Regions from separate parts of the Mus musculus genome. Here region 2 is linked to region 1. The links are chromatin contacts, called in public Hi-C maps. All regions are on one chromosome and are shown on one strand. Each heading gives the region's core, a stretch centred on a gene start, on an enhancer-like site or on the middle of the called end of the contact. The rest is flanking DNA. Distances are from core to core; before and after follow the strand shown.

Region 1 (4,384 bases), core at 1,812-4,311:
TGTTTGTTTGTGTTTTTGCCATGGGACACCATTCCTGAAAAAGATGGAGGGAAGACTGAATGGGACTTGAGATGCCTGAGGTTTTGATCCGTGGTCCTTCGGCCCTGTTGCAGAATTCTTGTCCAGTGGTGAGGCAGAGAATCATGGACAGAGCACATGATGGTGCGCAGCTACTCACATCCTGGTCTGGTGACTGGCAGGTAAGGAAGAATGGAACTAAAGATAGACTTTGTCTTTGAAATCACCAAGTTCATGGCCATGACACAGTAGCTGTGTGTTACTTTCTCCACGTCCCCAAGGTCCAGCATCTCTCAGATCCTCAAATCTGAATCTTGAAATTGAAGGCAAATACTGATTTTGAAGTAAACTGAAGCTACAGGACTATCTTTAAACCTGGGAATAAAGACATTCATAAAGCTGATGTGCTGACAATAATTTCATACTGGATCAAAGATTTTCTAGATGCTTAACTTCAAATATCTTATTCTCATAGTTGGAAACATTTATTCTATGAGCGTCCTAATGAAATATCACTGGGTACAGCTATAGGGAAGAAACTTGGCTCTTCCCCACTCTAGCATGCCTGCCTTTCCTGATAAATTATATTAAAAACCCTCAGGTAGTTACAGGTGGGACCACACAGGGAGGTCAGTTTAGACAACCGCAGGAGTCACTTCTGTTGTGACACCCATTACTCTCCTTCCTTTCAGCCCCCCGTAAGGAATCAGATATTTGTAACATTGTACCACACACATTAAAAATACGAAAGGAAAACTAACTCTAAAAACACTACAGGGTTCTGGACTCCATCAGAATCTCCACCTAGGTGTTCCAGGGTGGCCACGGCATTGCAGTGTATTTTATAAGAAGGGTGTCATCAGTAAACAGTTACAGATGACGTATAAAAGGCAAGCTGCTCTTGTGTGTGGTGTTTTCAATTCTCCCTCCCATCCTCCTTATCAGAGATTAATTAGACTGACAGGATTATTTCACAGTGATCCTATCATTTGCTTTCAGCAAATATTCCTTGAGAACTTGCCACCTGTCAAGCCATACTTTATCTGAGCTTCTATCTTTGTAATCGGTGGCTTTTATTTGCCCTCTGGAGGCCGGCACACACACAGGGGTTCCCTCAGCTGCTCCATACCTCTGTACTCTGCATTTCTCCTGTCCAGTGTCCAGAGCCTGCACTGATAATGACTCTCCCCATTCACCCCCTTATTCACTGTGTGAATCTCAGGCTGTCTCCTCCTCCTCCTCCTCCTCCTCCTCCTCCTCCTCCTCCTCTTCTTCTTCCTCCTCTTCTCCCTTCTCCTTCTCCTCCTCTCCCTTATACTCCTCCTTTTCCTTCTCCTCCTCCTCTCCCTTCTCCTCCTCTTCCTCTTTTCCCTCCTCCTCCTCTTTCTCCTCTTTTTTCTTTTTCTCTTCCTCTTCCTCCTCCTTCTCTTCTTTCTTCTCCTCCTCCTCTTCCTCTTCTACTTCCTCATCTTCTTTACCTCTTCTTTCCATGGTCTATATCACTTCATTCATTTTTCTCTCTCTTTATTTCACCTTTTCAGTCTGCTGTTACAGTGTGTCCGCAGCCCCTTTGAGCCCATGTGAAGTATATAGCTCAGTTCCGGTTTTGAGTTGTCCAAACGAAATAATGATTTAAAGCTCAATTTTAAAAGAACAGAGAACATTGAAGAATAGCAGCCCAGATTGCTTCAGTGATATTTAGTGGGTGCCAAGTGTAGACAGACTTGTAGACAAGTTCAAGGAAAGCATGCGAGGCTGCTCCAGCTATTATCTAATGAAGGTAGGATTCTATGTCTTGTACAAAAGAAAATCCAAAGTACCAGGGGATTTGACATATGTGCAAGGTTGTGTGTGTGTGTGTGTGTGTGTGTGTGTGTGTGTGTGTGTGTGTGTAAAGAGAAATATAAACTTGGGCTATGGCAAACATTGACAGAGTGAACTTTGGGACTCAGAATTGCAAAGATTTAGTTAGCTAGGAACCTGTCATCTTGTCCCTCGTGGTCTCAAAATGGTTGCCATGCTTCCTGCTTTCATGTATGAGCCCCTCACCAAATACCAGGCACATAAGCCAAAAAACTTTTTCAAATGTCCCACAGTGACAATTTTGCTTTTGTCTTTGGAGCCCTAACATGTGACACTTCTAGATGGGCCCATCGAAAAGCTCAAAAGAAAACACAGATCTTGTTATATAAGAAGATGGGATAATGATGAGGTCATTGTCTGGGAGTGCCCAGAATAAAAGATTAGGTAAGATTTAACCTTCCTGATGCATTAATGAGCTTACATTCCTCTTAAATAATGTAATTGTTTTATGCTACAGATCAGAAAATCCACAAATATTACAAAAAAAATCTATTGTCAACCACAGGCAACCAAAACGTGCATAATTAATGAGAACCTAACTCTGCTTGTCTAGTGTATGCAAATCTATTCATATAGACATGTAGGTGTATCGATATGTGTGCACGAAGTCACACACACACAGCTTGTGGAAGTGAAGCCAAGTGCTTCATTGGAAGGGGGTGTGGCTCAAGGCTGTTCCAGTCACTAGATCTTCATTGTTAACAGTAGTGTGTGCCAATCTATGTTGACAAGCCCTTCTAGTGCATAAGTTGCAGGTACCTTCACGGTGCCACCTAATACTTCAGGGACGTAGCCCCAGAGTTACACTTGAGACTACAGAGCTGATATCCAGTGGTGAGAAAGACGAACACGTGAAGTCATACCAGAGTTCTTCAGAACAGGGAGCTGCAGGGAGGTGCCGCCACAGTGCAGGCCTTCTGTCCCCCTAACTCCAAGCTCTGTCTGCTCTCATCTCTTAGACTTAACTGTATGGCTTTATAGATTATCTGCAGTCTCCGAACCCTCCCTCTGTTTCATTGATTTCTTGATTTCTAGAACAAAATCCTTCAAAGATAAGAAAGATCGGATGCAAACGTTAATGCATCTGGGAAATCGAGGAATGATGCCTATCGGGAGACTAAAGAAATGTCCCAGCAGCGAAATATGCAAATCCACCAGAACAGCCATGCTCCAGTCAGTTTTCTTTGTGATTTGGCGCCACCTTGTGGCCATTACAAGAATCAGCGTAAATACTAATGATGGGACCTCTCTGGGGTTTTAACTAACTAGAATGTCCTACGTTGAGGCAGCAGTTCTCAAAAGCCTCAGTCATGTGGCCCCGTAGATTATTGGCTATCCTAGCTCGGCTAGATTGGCCAAATATGGTGATGTTTGCCTGGGAAAAGCACAGGTAGATATTGCCCTTACGCAGCAGCTAAGCCTAATCAACAGTGTAGGTGAGCAGGTAGTACCAGCAGCTGACCATTCTCCAGACTCATGGACGGGACACACACAAGACCATGATCTTTTGAAGTCACTCTTCTTGCATCATACTGTCCCGAAATTAAGGGGAGTTTAAGTTGAGTGATCACAGGTTAAGCAAATGTTACCAGGATAAATTACTACTACTACTGCTACTACTACTACTACTACTATTACTAGCTTTCAAGCTTTAAGACGAATTAGTGACCATGGATGGACATGTGTGTTGTTTGTCTGCCAATGTTTCCGTGTGTAATTCCATTAACTCTTGTGTAAGATCAGTGCCATCTCTCAATGGCTTTGAAGTTGTCCCCAGTTATGGTCAATACTTGCTCCTTAGTGCTGTGACGTTCAGGGATGTGGTTGTGCGGAAGGATTGGGAGCAAGAGGGTTAAGTCACCAACCCTAATCTTATGGGCTATTGGGAGAGGATTGCGACTTAATAGATGGGACTTGATAAAAAACACAAAACAAAACAAAAACAAAAACAAAAAAACAAAACATAACAGTGGTTTGTTTGGGACATGGCCTTTGTGGCTTTTTGCCTCTGTGGGCACTTTCAAGAACTGGATATTTGGACATTTACTCCCCAAGAATCCGTGTGTCTGCTTGAGATTTCATTTAAATCACCCCTCCATCCATCTAGCCACGGGGCCATCCAGAGCAGGCACGCTGCCAGGGGTGTGTTCCCTTCAAGAGAGATATTTTTTCCCCCAGGGTAGGTTTGGTGAAGTATTGGAGATCTTGAACTGTGTCACAGAAAGCAAAATGGAAACCGAACAGCAATAACAGAGCCAGGGTCACCTGCACTCCAAGCTGCGGAAGGAACCGATGTTTCAATGAGGTGACCCAGGTCCTGCGGAGAGGAGTTGCTATGTGAACAAATAGAATTGTGCTGGGGTTCATAGTTTGTTTGGAAACTTTTGATTAATAACACAGTTTGAGTGATTTTACTTTGTCTTTTGTCCAGGGTTCTGAAAATATTGCAGTGGATTTGGAAAATAAGTGTGTGTGGGGGGGGGGGGGGGGGGCATGAAGCATT
Region 2 (4,443 bases), core at 1,308-3,807, 1.4 Mb before region 1:
TGTTTGAAAGAAACCTTTGCTCCTTCTCACTCTTTTAAAAGGAGTGGAGGTTCTATCAGTGCTGCTGAAGGGCATTGGAGGAGTGGAGAAGCGACTCCATTGCAGAGTCGCTTAAATGGAAAGAAATGCGACTGCAATCAAACAACCCCTTCTTAGACTGGGGTTTCCACTCTCCTCCCTCATAGGCAAAGTTGGGATGGGCAGCTGGAAGTGACAGACCCTCTAATCACATCGAAGCAGGATGGTGTCCTTCAGGTTGTAACTGGTCACAACTTACCTATCTTTGCCACTGTGGAAATCTTTGGCAAGTTGCTTTCCTAAAGTTGGTGAGCTTGTCACAGGGAGACTGTTCGCCTGCTTTTCAGTCAGGCTGTCTGTGCGGCAGGTACCAGCTCTGAGGGTACTCCAGAGAGATCCATCCCCATCCTGTTCTCTCCATGGAGATACTGCACACACAAGGCTGGGGGCTATGTATCTAGACTGATCTATTTGTTTTATTTTGGTCTGGAAAAAGACGATGCCAATTGGGGTAGACACGTGCTTTGCTTCCCAGCAGAGCCAGCAGCCAGCCCGGTGGCATCCTTGCTGTGGCAGTCCACCAGGGATAGGGGTAGGCTTCAGGTTTTAAACTTTGTAATGCTACTCTGTTGTCAAGTACAAGAAAAAAATTATTTCATAGCGTTTAGCATTTGTTTTCGAATGTGGAGAAAACCTAGTCTGTAGTTCCCTGTCAAACTGCTCTGTCATAGATTCTGGATTCTTCCCTTCGTTCTTTCCTTCTTAATTTGCTTAAAGAAAATTACAAGAGGTCGTTCAAGACTCTAATGCCTTATTTTCCTGGGATGGTGTGTGTGTGTGTGTGTGTGTGTGTGTGTGTGTGTGTGTGTGTGTGTGTGTGCTTCCCTTGAAGGTAGGAATGAAGGCTGCTGTTAGCTTTCTATCAGGGGCGTAATTATTCCGGGGGTGGGAGTTCTTCTCCTTACAACTCTCTTTGTCATCTGCGTTCTTCCAAGCTCTGAAGGTGCTTTTTCTCTATGTGAAAGGAGATTCTTTGTCCTATTCTTCATCAGCACTGTGGCTTCCCAAGGTAGACACTATTTTGTGCCTGTCACAGAGAGAGGGAGTGCAGGTTTGCAGTGCTCACAGACAATTGATTGTCTGCGCTAATGTGTTTCATTTACATGTTTATAACGTCAACGGTCCTGGGTGTCCACTGTACCATTCACCCCTGCGTTCCCACAAGGGGGCAATTGTCTGAATGGCCAAGTCAGACACCTTTTTGATTGCTCTTTGCTTCTCTTTTTAGAGCAAAGAGATAAAGGAGGGAAATCTGTGATGCAGAAACACTAGTTGAAAATATACAAAATGTCAGCACAAAAGCAGATGTTAACATAAGCCCAGATATGCTTTTTAACCAAGATGTGAATGTTGAAGACTAGAACACAGAGCAGAGGGAAGGATGACTGGAGACCAGGAAATGCAGCCCCACGTCTTCAGTTCCCCTTCTTCTTAAGCAACCAGAAGATGAAATGTGATTTTTCTTTTAATCTTTGAGCCTTGGAACCTCCAGGAACCTCCTTGTTGCTAGTGTGTTTGCTGTGATTTGTGAATTTTGTATATATTTATATAGCTCTGTTTGTGCCAACATCATCAGCTTACCACTTGGAAAAAACCTATTGAATGACTGTTTGGGCTGTAGGGAGTGTAAACTTTTAAACGTAAGATCCAAGGATTTCTTCATCAGGCAGTTTTTAAAGAAGGACAATAATAATCATCAGGCTGGAGAAAGCCTTGCCTTCATAAGCGGTGTGCTAGATAGTTTTATCTCGGGTGACAGTTGTATCAGAGCTAAAGCTCTCAGGAAAAGTGTAACCAGTAATTACAAAATAAATAATTTCATTTTAAGATGTTCTGTTCTCTCTCTCTCTCTGTCTCTCTCTCTCTCTGTCTCTCTCTCTCTCTCTGTGTGTGTGTGTGTGTGTGTGTGTCTGTGTGTGTGTGTGTGTGTGCATGTGTGTTGCGTTGTGTTTCCTGTCAAGGTGCTGACAGGAAAAGTCATTCATGCATGTGTCTTCTGGAGTTCTCTCTTCTTCACTCTCCCCTGTATATCACACATCTATGTAACCTACACGAGTACACCTGTTTACAAATATTTCACAGATCGGATAGTGCCTTGCTGTTTCACTTATGTAATACAATGATTAGAAGTTGGTTTGATTTTCTGTGTGGTCCTGGAGGAGAGAAAAATCCTAACTGTTGTGTCATGTGGTGCTAAGTAAATGGGGGGGGTGCTTTTATAATCTTGTAGCAAATTAGGGAAAAAAGAAATGGCCAGTCAGTGGGAGGATTTTTTTCTTTTTTTTTTTTTTTTTTTTTTTTTTTTTTTTTTTTTGCCTCTCTGGGAAGATACACAGTAGCTGCACCGTTAGCTGAACCCCTGACACGGCGGTCTTTTGAATGCCTTAGGTATGATTTCACTTTCGCTCACATCAATGCTGACCTGAATGCCTTTCATATCTGATCCTCTGTGTCTCTCCCAGTAAACATCCCCTGAGGGAAGAACAAAGAAAGAGCTCTTCTTCTTCTTAATCACAATTCAGTCCTTCACCGCCGGCAGGCTCCATTTGCATTCTGCCACAGAAAGCCAAGATGAAAAGAGAGAGAGAGAGAGAGAGAGAGAGACAGAGACAGAGAGAGAGAGAGAGAGAGAGAGAGAGGGAGAGGCTCAGAGGGTAGTGGTTGAGTAAAGTAACTTAGGTGTTTGTGGCTGTTTGTTGGGCCTTTCCCTAGTTACCAGCCTTATATAGTTGATGCTCAACCCTGCCTGTCCCTCCTGACAGGCATATAGTGTTACAAGATGGCATGTCTGTACTATTCGTGGCCACAGCTCCACTTGAGGTAAAAAGTCTAAGATTGAATTCTAGCCCAGACGCCTGTTAGATTTGGGGTCAGGTGTGCAGACTTCCCACTCCTGAACGCTACTTACAATTTGGCCTTAATAACTATGATTGTTCATCATATGACCTAGGAGGTGGGGGCACTGGAGGGTGGGCGGGAAGGGGGCGGGCTTGGAGACCCAGCCCTGGTCTGGCTGCAGGGGCCTGATGCCTGAACACAGATGAAAAAAAAAAAAATCCACAGGAAAACTGGAAAAGACTTTCCCATTCCCCCCCCCCAACCCTGACTTTTTATGATAATTCATATTTTCAAATGAAAGGGGAAAAAAGCCAAGAAAGAAACTCTCAAATGAGCCAAAAAGGAAAAAAAAAATCTCTGAAAAGAATTTTAGGGGGAAAAGTTGTTCTATTTTAAAAAGCTTTGAGGGCTGTAAAGTGCCACGCTTTCACACCTTCTCCGTACTTTTTTTTTCAGATTTTTTTAGTATGTTTAACATTTGTGAGATGACAGCCTTTTTGTATCTCAAACTGGATGCTTCAGGATTTGTAGGGAGGGGCTGGTGGTATTCACGTTTTTTCTTGACAGAGAAAGTTTATGCCTAAAGGGCTCCTTCTTGCTGGGGATTGTTTAAACCCTCGTAGGCGGACCTGTCAGCTTTTCCTGTGTTATTTGCCTCCATTTTCAACATGCAAAAGTAGCATGCAGTTGAAGACACCAGAACAAGACCACAGCAATCGCAGGTCCATCTTGTGACAACTTTTCAGGATATTATCTTGCTACAGAACCGGCTTGTCTCCCCCCCCCCTCCCCCGCCCCCTTCTAACCACTTTTAAGATACTAACAGTTCTTCCTCAACAATTAGATCACATACAGTACACACACACACACACACACACACACACACACACACACACACACATAACTTTAGACATACAAGCTTTGCAATAGAAGAGAGGACTGTTTGGGCATTGAGTAGCTGTTCCAACACCTATGTGGTAGACGTCACTTCTGAGAGCAGCAGGAATGGACACATTAAGAATTGCACATGACATGTGACACAGATTCCTAATTCACCACCATTTTCCCAGAAGATTTACAGAATTTACAAACAGAGATTAGCTGCGCACCTTCCACCCCTCCTATCCACTCTCCTATCCACCCCCATGACTCAAGCAATGAAGGATTTAGGCAGATTTACTTCAGTAAACACCTTTGGACACTGGGGGGGGGGGTCTGTTTGCAAAAGGAGGCTTTTGTTAAGTGAGGTACCAGGCAGCTGTGATATTAACCTACCCAGCAATGTGGGTTAACTCTTTGAGTGCCTGGCCCTTTGCAGTCAGCATATGAAATCCTGGCTCTCCAAAGACACTCAGAATCCTGGCTCTCGCAGTTTATTATTCAGACAAGTCTTGTAGACATGAAAACTGTTCAAGCTTTTAAAACAATGTGGTTTAATTAGATGAGGTGGACTTACATTGCTCATAAGCCCTCCAAATGGTGGTTTATAATTGGCAAGGAAAAAAAAAAGATAGAGAAAGGCGAGTC

The links. A called contact is a pair of places that touch in the nucleus more often than the background predicts.
Region 2: a Hi-C map of cortical neurons shows a contact between it and region 1, with 4 times the contacts expected there. The contact joins two enhancer-like sites. A contact is called at or near these places in 15 of 484 Hi-C or Micro-C datasets (the HPC-7 cell line, cerebral cortex, cortical neurons and 8 more) and 6 of 115 datasets of contacts at active chromatin or transcription factors (craniofacial prominence, embryonic forebrain, embryonic hindbrain and 3 more).

The regions. Positions count from the first base shown.
Region 1 is chr2:43,721,593-43,725,976 of GRCm38.p6, reverse strand. It overlaps Gm30374 (a long non-coding RNA gene), which reads left to right. Exons shown (of 6, transcript XR_866181.1): 4 at 44-200. Among named protein-coding and RNA genes, the nearest start is that of Gm30374, 5.7 kb to the left of the region's middle. Within about 2 kb of position 3,061, at least 26 of the 459 cell types and tissues checked have an H3K27ac peak or open chromatin away from gene starts, as enhancers often do. A contact at or near this core is called in cortical neurons, where this site is marked.
Region 2 is chr2:45,101,500-45,105,942 of GRCm38.p6, reverse strand. The region is part of intron 2 of Zeb2 (zinc finger E-box binding homeobox 2); the gene reads left to right. Among named protein-coding and RNA genes, the nearest start is that of Zeb2os, 7.4 kb to the left of the region's middle. Within about 2 kb of position 2,557, at least 50 of the 459 cell types and tissues checked have an H3K27ac peak or open chromatin away from gene starts, as enhancers often do. A contact at or near this core is called in cortical neurons, where this site is marked.